Regions from separate parts of the Mus musculus genome. Here regions 1 and 3 are each linked to region 2. The links are chromatin contacts, called in public HiCAR-type and promoter capture Hi-C maps. All regions are on one chromosome and are shown on one strand. Each heading gives the region's core, a stretch centred on a gene start, on an enhancer-like site or on the middle of the called end of the contact. The rest is flanking DNA. Distances are from core to core; before and after follow the strand shown. Region 1 holds the start of Tspyl5 (testis-specific protein, Y-encoded-like 5). Region 2 holds the start of Cct5 (chaperonin containing Tcp1, subunit 5 (epsilon)). Region 3 holds the start of Pop1 (processing of precursor 1, ribonuclease P/MRP family, (S. cerevisiae)).

Region 1 (2,944 bases), core at 364-2,863, 2.1 Mb after region 2:
CAATGACTCAGAATGTCCAGGTGAAAGGAAAGTGGGAAGAGCCAGAGCCAAGAACAGGGACTGGATAGTGTAGAGAAAGTCATATATCAGAAGTGATTGATACACAAACAGTGAGAATGTCACACATGCAACACTATTGTGACAAGGTGAGGTCATGGGGAAGCAGAGAATATTATCACAAATGTCACATTCTTGAAGATAAGTCCAAAGTGGCTACCATGTATGGTATGAACAGAAGGCAGACAACCAAACCCACGTGGTCAGCCTAACAGGTCCAGCAAGAGGTGGTAGGGAGATCTGTGTCGGATCAGTTGGGCTGCCTCACTGCAGGTGCAGGGCTCAGTTTTGCTGGACCTGGCCTTTCTTCCTTTCCTTTCTCTCCACGGGCTTCTTCACTGATCAGGTAGTACTGTAGAGGATTGGGCCACAGGTCCTCATTAATTATCTCAACAATCTTGTCAGACTCAATAGAGCTGTGATTTGAAAACCACCCAAAGAAGCTACCATTGTTTTCTGGGTTTTCCTTGCTTAGGGATTGTAGATCATGGCCTGGGAGCCACTGGATTGGAGCTGAACGAGACACCACTTGACCGGATGGACCACAGCCATATTCCTTAATGAGCACCTTGTTTTGGAAATAGGGGTTTCGGCCAAAGTAGAACTTGATTTTGTAGCCCAACCTGGCAAGGCCAAGTTCTTCCACCTCCAGTCTGTTCAAATAGCTCAATACCTCCTTATCTTTGGTATTCAGAAAAGCTGACAGCTGGGGATGGTTCTGAAAAGCTTGCCCCCAGAAGCCCGGAATGCTCTGGATGAGGAGGTTCCGGCGCTCTAAGTGGTGAAGTCGCAACTGGCCAAACTTGCGTGAAAGCCTGAGATATGCCCTGTCAGCCTGTGCATTCATGGTCTCTAGCTTTAGCTGGACCGTCTCTAGGGTATCCATGCTGCCCACTGTCGCGGGAGACCCTGCCCCAGCATGCTTCTCTGTCATCTTTTTTTCCTCCCCCACTGGAGCAGCGGCGCACAACCCCGCAGAGGCCATCTTCGGCTTCCCACTAACTGTGGCCTGAGGTCCCCTCCCCGTGGCGCTCCGAGTATCTGGGGCCTTCCTCCCGGGGACTCGCCGATTTCCAATGCGGGAGCCGCGTCGCAGCTTCGCCAAGGCTCCCACGGTTCCCACGAAGCTGGTGTCGCTGGTCAGGCGCTCGGCGAGGGAACGGGCCCTCTCCAGGTCCGGATCAGGGGCCGCCAGCCCGCGCTCGTCTGCAGCCCGAGCCCGCAACGCCAGGCCGCAGTCCAGCGGGAGGCGGCAGGCCGCCTCTTCCCGCAGCTCGGCTGGTTCGGCGCCTCCTTGAGCTGCGCCGGCCTGCACCTGCGCGGCCGCGGAGTCCTCCCCGAGCCGCGGGCTCTGTGGTGGCTTTTCGTCGTGCCAGGCGTCTTCCGCAGCGGCCCGGACCCGGGCTCTGGCCCGGCCTTTGCCCCGGCCTTTGGCGCGGGAAGACTTTCGACCCCTACTCCGTCCGCTCATGGTGCCAGAGAACAAGGTTTCAAAGCCGCTACCAGCCCAGGGTCTCTACGAAGCTGGCCTCTCCATGGCAACCGTGACGTCACCACGGCAGGACCCACTGCACCCAGTGATTGGCTCCGCTCAGCGGCTGCGTACCAGCCCACCCTCACATGCTACACGCCCTTAGTCTTATTTTGCAGTTAGAAAGTTAGTTTCCACCTGTGCTTGGCCTTGGTAGTGTTGCTGACTCATCTCCTATCATTGATAGCAAGCGTGTCCCCAGGGGTTCATAAGACAGAGCCATTGCTCCTACAGTGACATCGTAAAGGCACCCACTACCGTCTCCATCAATTTTCTAAGTATTTTTCCTCTTCTGTTATTTTCTGTGACATCTCTCATAATTAATTGGTCATCGGCATGTCTGTCTCATTACATAATTATTCTACTGTAAGATTTGTCCCAACGATTCAACTCTAGGGAATGTGAAAGCCAGAACCATAATATTTATGTAAAATGACTTAGAAAGAATAAAAAAGTAACATACAAGGCATTTTACTGAATACTAATTTTACATTATCTCTGTTCTTGAAGGAGGTATTCTTGTTCCCAGTTTCCTGATAAAATGGCAACTGAGGGCTGGTGTTAGTTACATCTCAGTGATAAAACAGTTACTCAGCATGTGGGAAGTCCTGGATTCAGTCCTTAGTGAGGAGGAGGATTCAGTCCTTAGTGAGGAGGAGGAAGAGCAGGTGGAGAGGAGAGGGATACTAAGGAACATTCTGGAGACTATACAGCGAAGGAGAAAAAGGCTTGGCCTAATTATGTTACCATGCTACCATAATCTGTTGGCCCTTTGCAAATGGCTATGGTGACTCCTAAGCTGTTCAGCATGTTAACAAATTCCAAACTCCTTGCCTAGGCACAAATCCTCCAGCTGCCTCAGGTCTACACAGAGTAACGCTGTGAATCCCAGTCCAGAGCCAGAAATAACAGGCCTGAGTCCAAGCTCCTGTAATTGGGATAGGACACACATAGAATAAAAATACCATTCTAGGAGTAGAGAAGGATTTCCAGGTGAGATTTTTGAGACAGAGGGTTTACAGGAGTAGTGAGGGAGGGAGCCCTAGAAATTTTTCATAGCCTACAGAGAATCAGCCAGAAAACCTGTCTGGCACTCCTAAAGAAACCTCATATCCTATAGCAGGGCTACAGCACCATGAGTACTGAGGGAATGCATGACAAATGTGAAGAGAAACTTTCTGAGTGGATCTTCCAGGTTCAAACACCACAACACCCTTGCAGTGAAAAACAGAGAAGTAAGCCTAGCCGTTGGGCAGGATATGGAAGCTTGCTCAAGGTGCACAAGAACTACTAGATCAGCAACTAAATGTTAACAAGCTCTCGGCCAGCTTTTATTTTTATTTATTTTAGATATTT
Region 2 (3,199 bases), core at 184-2,683:
CTCAAGCAAGTCAGGAAGCAGGAGCTGATGCAGAGGCCATGGAGGGATGTTACTTATTGGCTTGCTTCCCCTGGCTTGCTCAGCCTGCTCTCTTATAGAATCAAGACTACCAGCCCAGAGATGGCACCACCCACAAGGGGTCTTTCCCCCTTGATCACTAATTGAGAAAATGCCCCACAGCTGGATTTCGTGGAGGTACTTCCCCAACTGAAGCTCCTTTCTCTGTGATAATTCCATCCTGTGTCAAGTTGACAGAAAACCAGCCAGTACACAAGTCGACACAAAACTAGCCAGTACACAAGTCAACACACAACGCGCACAAGCTGAAGGCAAAGAGAACCAAGCATCTACCAGGCCTCAGTTGCTATGTCCACTTCTGCAGCCACTCCAAAACACCTGTCAGAAATTCGGTTTGATAGAGAACTCACCGAGGGATTTCCCTAACACCAGGTCAACCAGGGCACCTCAAACCTGGAGGCACGACTGGCACAATACAACCTAAAATGGGGCTCCCTCCTTCCTCTGAGCTTTTTGTGGCAACACCAGTGACTGTCACTCCTTTCTCCTCTGGGGGCCTAGCACCGGCTCTTGGGTAGCCTTTCTTATTCCTCTCCTTCTGTGAGACATGCCTTCCGACTCAACACTTCGGCTCTGCCTTCCCTCAGGGTAACTTCTTTGTTTCCCTTTAGGAAACTATCCTCAATTGCGGCCAACTGTGCTCCACTGAAACTCTCTCCTTCCACTCCAAAAGTCACCACCATGCGTTTTCTGGCCCAAGGGACTTTACGGTCCCTTTCCTACAAGCAGCCATTCGGTCTGTCCTGTGCACGTTTCTCACTAGTTTTCTCCCTTTCGGGACAGCCCCGCTTCTAAGGGACAAGCGACTTACAGATGTTACAGATGCACCGGCGCAGGCCTGCTCGCCCGCCCGGTGAGCTGGGGATGCGACCCCACCCAGCTCTGAAGCGGCGGATCGCTCTCCCTACCCCACCGTGGGACGAAGGCCTCTACGCCCTCTCCCGCAGCCAGAGCGGGGATGTGACCCTAGAGCCCAAAGGGGCTCCCCGGCACCGGAGATTCTCGAGCTTTCGGGCCAGCACATGGCCGAGCTGCTCTCTCGCCAGCGCAGGCGCACAAGCGCTCCGGCCCACTCCCTTCATCCCGCGGCTTCGCGTTCCGGGCCGTTACCTTGAGGGCCTCAAGCCCCATGAGACGGGACTTGCGATCTTGGTCCTTGATAATGAGAAAGGGGCGCCCATACTCATCGAAGGCGAGGGTCCCCACGGACGCCATGGTGGACGAACTAGAACGAGCGCTCCTCCAGTAACCAGCGGGGACCACTCGGGAAGAGAGACACACCGCACCTCCCTCTCGCGAGAGGACGCAGAATCCCGCGCATGCGCAGTGCAGACCCCGCGACTTACTTTTCAACAGTGACTTTTTTTACGCCGCAGAGTAGCTTCTGGAATCGGCCGCTGTTGGGAACGTCCGTTTTCCACGAACCGAGGGGGGGGGTGTTCGAAACTTAGAAGGCGACGTCTAGCACACAAATGCTAATACTAGACATAATGTAGTCACTGATTCAAGGATTTAAGTTTTCAAAGTTTTTGAATCCAGAGTTGCAGCGGGGAGCTTATTTCCTTAAGATATTTTTCTTTTCTTTGATTGCCGCCCGGGCTCTAAGACGTTGGTAGATTCCACTTCCGGTCTCCCCGGAACGCGCGATGGAGCGAGTAGGTGAGGTTTGACCGGCCTGGCGGCGGGCGATATAGTTGTCTGTGGCGCGGGCGCTTGTGGGGATCGGGCGCGCGTGGCTGCGGTGCTCTCCGTCCCGCGCCGGTCGTGGCTACCACAGTGCTTGCTGGGGGCTGCTGTCCGCACCTCCGTGCACAAGACTCACTGCTCAGCCCGATCCTAGGTCGGCTGGAATCCACCCTGCGGTGGACGAGCTGCTGCTTGGAAGCTATTGAGCCTGTAGCTTTGTTTTCTTGTCTGCAAAGATAATAATAATAATAATAATAATAACAATAATAACAGCAATAACAACAACAATAATGACAAAATAATAGCAACAAAAACAATAATAATAATAATAATGATAATGCCTACTTCACAAGGTTGCTGGACGTGCCTGGTCGTCAGCACATAGTATTTGTCCTTAACTTCCCAGGTTACACAGATCCTGGGCCTTCCCCGCGCGTGTACTGTAGGTGGAGACAAAGTAGCACCGGCTGGTGCTCAGAGTCTCTTGTTCTCAGCGTTTTGCTGTTAGAAAGATACCCCGTAAGGGTAACTGCACGGTACGTCTGCCAGAAATCACGATTCATTTTATAAGCTCGGATTTATTTGTGACGAGTTTCCAGTCTCTCCACTCGTACCCCACAGAACAGAAACTGTCCCTGCCGTATTGTCTGTTTTTATTAGGTACTCAAAATTAGAGTGCATATAACCTGTATGACAGTAGGCTAGCTTTCAGGTCTGTGCTGTTACATGACACAGATTGACATTATGTCAGGACAAGGTTTTTAAAGTTAACACAAACAAGGTTTCATTGTGACATTTTCATTCATATATATATATGTAATTGTACCTTGCCATTGACCTATAAGCTGTCCTCATTATCCTCTCTCCTCCTGGTCTTCCCTCTCAACACAGCACACACACTTGTATACAACAAGATTCTGCATCTGAGCGAAAACATGATGGTTCTGAGTCATTAGTTTACAGTTGAATAAAGCTCTGTGTGTATGTACACCACACTGTATCCATTCCACTGTTGGTGGACATCAAGCTAGGTTCAAGAAAGACTTCAAGGATGGCACGGCAAGTAAAGGCGCTTGTTGCCAAGCCTGACCGCTTGTGCTAGGTCTCGGTCCCACGTGGTGCAGGAGCGAGCAGATTCCCACGTGGGTCACAGACCGCCTTCCAGTCAGGCGGCTGCTCCGCTCCCACTCTTCTTGCTTGCACGGGCCCAGTGGTTCGATGCTTTTGCCCTCAGTTCAGATTCCTAGTTTCCTTTCCCCTGTATTCCTTCAGATGCTCATACATAGGCTGACACGTCTTTGCCTCAGTTGGTTTCTACAACTCAAAGGCCAGCTGGGAGACCCTGGAGACCGGGGCGTCATTATTGTCTACCTTCTGGCTTTGTGCATGTGTCTACAGGTGAGGCAGACCTTGGGCCATCTGATTTGTGTTTAAC
Region 3 (2,923 bases), core at 147-2,646, 2.9 Mb after region 2:
GAAGTTAGAGAGGAGAAAGTTATATAAGATACAATACAGTGATTTTTAAAGCTGAGGTATTTTGAGGAACAAGGTTTTAAGTTAAGTGTGCTGGTCTTCACGTCAGCACTAGGAATGCTCAAACAGGAGAACAGCAGGTTCTAGGTTAGTCTGAGCTACAAAGTTAGTCTGTCCTTCATAGCACCCACAGAAGGAAGTGAAAAGAAAGTACCATTTCTATTTAAAAGCACTTCTGGTAAGCAGAGATAAATGCCAAAGGGTAGTTTTTATTTTTCCAGTACATATATGGTTAGCTCTAGTATATAGGATAATCTCAGAAGATCACCTTTGGTGTTACTTGCATTTGATATTAGTGGTAAATAGGCATGGATAAACCATTCATAAGCATCATTGCATTCCTACACGTTATAGAAGCCAGAGACTAGGATAGACATACAGGTATTTGCTGAGTACTGTCCAAATGAGACAAGCATATCTTGTAAATTAAGAAAGGGTTAGATCAAACTTCATGCTAGTAAAAGAAGCCTGTCACAGAGGACCAAACAGTGTATTATACTTTTTATAGCAAACGTCTTTAACAGATAAACCCTATAGTGATGGAGAGGAAATAAATGGGTGGTTGTAAGGAGCTGGGGAAAGATGCCATGTGGAATAAATGCTAATGGTATAAACCTTATTTTAGGTTGGATGTAAATGTTTTGAGAATAGAAAGTGATGATGGCTACACAACTTTTGGGCATAGTAAAAGCCACTGAATTGAACCCACTAACAGAATGAGAATTCTATGGGTTGTTTATTCTATCTTAATAAAATTGTTACAAAAACCAAAACTAGAAGCCACCAAGACGAAAGGCAAGGGGGTTGGGGTGATGCCACTTCTAACCAGAGAAAGCATGTAGCAAGCTCGCCTTCGGGGCCCCGGCAGCTCCAGATGGGGGCAAGATCTTAGGAGTGCAAGTTTCTGGTAGCACCAGGGCTCCCCCATTCTCTGAGGGATTTGGATACACTGTACTCTTTCTGAACTTAGTTTCTTCGCGCGTTCTAAGACTCTCTTTTGCTCGGACCAGCAGGGGCCAAAGCTCCAAACTTGCAACACTGCACCTACCTGGTCCTTCAGAGCTACAGTAAAAAACATTACCTGTAGGGACCAATGGCCGCCGGGGCTTTTGTGGTGCTGATCACCTTTCTGATTATGGACGACATGCTAATCCTTCCCTCTTGAAGACCCTCCAGAAGAAGAAACGATGGTAAGTAACTACACCCACTCTTGTCCACTGACCAGACAGCCCTAGGCAAAAGAGTTTTAGTTCAGGGACAGCCCCGTGCGAATTCGCACGGCCCGATGGGAATTGTAGTTTACAAGCGACTCCGGGACACGTGGAGGAAGAAGCCGTGCTGCGCACGCGCCCTCAGCCCGCTCGCTCACCCTCTGTGGTGGGAGCTTCTAGGGATCTCAGAACCTTGTCATTCTTACCGGCGAAGCCCTCGGAACTTTTGGCAGGTTGGTGGTGAGGCACTAATGCTTAGCCGGGGCCGCCAGCTCGCGGGGGCCTCGCGTGGGGGCTTGCCCACAGTGGCGGCTTCGGCTTGCGGCGCTTTTCACTTGGGGAGGTCCATGCTGCCCGGGCGGGCCCTCTTGCAGTCCAGAGCCTCAGGCTCCTGTGCTCGTTTTTATGCTTATCGTTGCCCTGCCAGGCGGAATCCCCTCTGGGAATGCGCTTGTATCCCTTTCTGGGTACCGTAAAGGACAGGGATGGGTCATTCCGGGGAACCAAGCAGAGGTGTGGGTTGTCTGCCTTTCGCCATCCCGTGCTTCCTTTCTATGCATGATCGCCTCAAGATTTGAGCAGACCGGGGTCTGCTTTCCGGAGGCGAGTCATCTTCTCCTAGCTCACGACTTCAGCTTTCTCACTAACGAACCTGGGTAGATAAGAAGATGTACTAATTAGTAACTGATAATATATCATAAGGAAGTATATTTAAAACAATTCTTTAGTGTAGCTGGTATAATTTTGCCTTTTGAGAAAGATAAAAACTAATTTTTACTCTCTAAATAGATGTGTGTATGTTTATTTTTTCATAAATACGAGTTTTGGTAGAGTATTTGATACTGCAAGACATAAAGCATCTAAAGTGGTTTTGTTTGTTTGTTTGTTTGTTTTGTTTTTGTTTGTTTGTTTTTTGAGAGGGTTTCTCTGGATAGCCCTGGCTGTCCTGGAAATCACTTTGTAGACCAGGCTGGCCTCGAACTCAGAAATCTACCTGCCTCTGCCTCCCGAGTGCTGGGATTAAAAGCGTGGGCCCCCACGCCCGGCTTTTTTTTTTTTTTTTTAGAGCTGATTTGTTGTTTGATTTTTATAATAGTCAGTGATGAGATGCTATTTTGCCTAAATATGTAGTACAGTCGGAACTATAATTAGGGCCAGTTGTTGGAAAAGTCTATCTCAATCCCAAATCCAAATTAATGATTTAAAAAATATAAAATTTAACCCAGCAACTCAATTTCAAACTAGTTTTTTAAATCAAACAATGCAGCCCAGCACAATCCAAAGACGTGCGGCATGAGAACAATTTAAAGAGAAATTTAGGCCTGTTTTTATATCATTGTTTCCTTTTTTTTCTTTTTCTTTATTTAATGTACGAGTGCTCTGCTGCATATATATCTGCCTGCCTGAAGAGGATATCAGATCCCCCTATAGATGTTTTGTGAGCCACCACGTGGTTGCTGGGAATTGAACTCATGACCTCTGGAAGAGCAGCCAGTGCTCTTAGCCTCTGAGCCATCTCACCAGCCTGTATAACATTGTTTCTTAAGAGCATAAACCTGTATGTACAGTAAGAACACTGGGTTCATAACTTGCCTGGGATCTTGGCTGAGCTGTTTCAGGCAGTATTTGTTGGTGTTGTATGGTGTGTAAGCATG

The links. Promoter capture Hi-C pulls out the DNA fragments that hold promoters and counts their contacts. HiCAR-type assays count read pairs that join an accessible place to other places.
Region 1: a contact with region 2 is called in a promoter capture Hi-C map of hippocampal neurons, with 6 times the contacts expected there. The contact joins the promoter of Tspyl5 here to the promoter of Cct5 in region 2. A contact is called at or near these places in 2 of 39 promoter capture datasets (hippocampal neurons and stem cell-derived epiblast-like cells) and 1 of 115 datasets of contacts at active chromatin or transcription factors (astrocytes).
Region 3: a HiCAR-type map of astrocytes shows a contact between it and region 2, with 6 times the contacts expected there. The contact joins the promoter of Pop1 here to the promoter of Cct5 in region 2. A contact is called at or near these places in 1 of 39 promoter capture datasets (pre-B cells), 1 of 484 Hi-C or Micro-C datasets (embryonic stem cells) and 1 of 115 datasets of contacts at active chromatin or transcription factors (astrocytes).

Annotation. Positions count from the first base shown.
Region 1 is chr15:33,686,270-33,689,213 of GRCm38.p6, forward strand. It overlaps Tspyl5 (testis-specific protein, Y-encoded-like 5), which reads right to left and starts at 1,614. Exons shown (of 1, transcript NM_001085421.1): 1 at 1-1,614. The coding sequence starts at 1,528. The coding sequence ends at 308.
Region 2 is chr15:31,600,413-31,603,611 of GRCm38.p6, forward strand. It overlaps Cct5 (chaperonin containing Tcp1, subunit 5 (epsilon)), which reads right to left and starts at 1,434. Exons shown (of 11, transcript NM_007637.3): 1 at 1,189-1,434. The coding sequence starts at 1,293. It overlaps Atpsckmt (ATP synthase C subunit lysine N-methyltransferase), which reads left to right and starts at 1,704. Exons shown (of 5, transcript NM_026546.3): 1 at 1,704-1,737. The coding sequence starts at 1,725.
Region 3 is chr15:34,493,915-34,496,837 of GRCm38.p6, forward strand. It overlaps Pop1 (processing of precursor 1, ribonuclease P/MRP family, (S. cerevisiae)), which reads left to right and starts at 1,397. Exons shown (of 16, transcript NM_026340.3): 1 at 1,397-1,501. Rida (reactive intermediate imine deaminase A homolog) reads right to left here and starts at 1,332. Exons shown (of 6, transcript NM_008287.3): 1 at 1,139-1,332. The coding sequence starts at 1,203.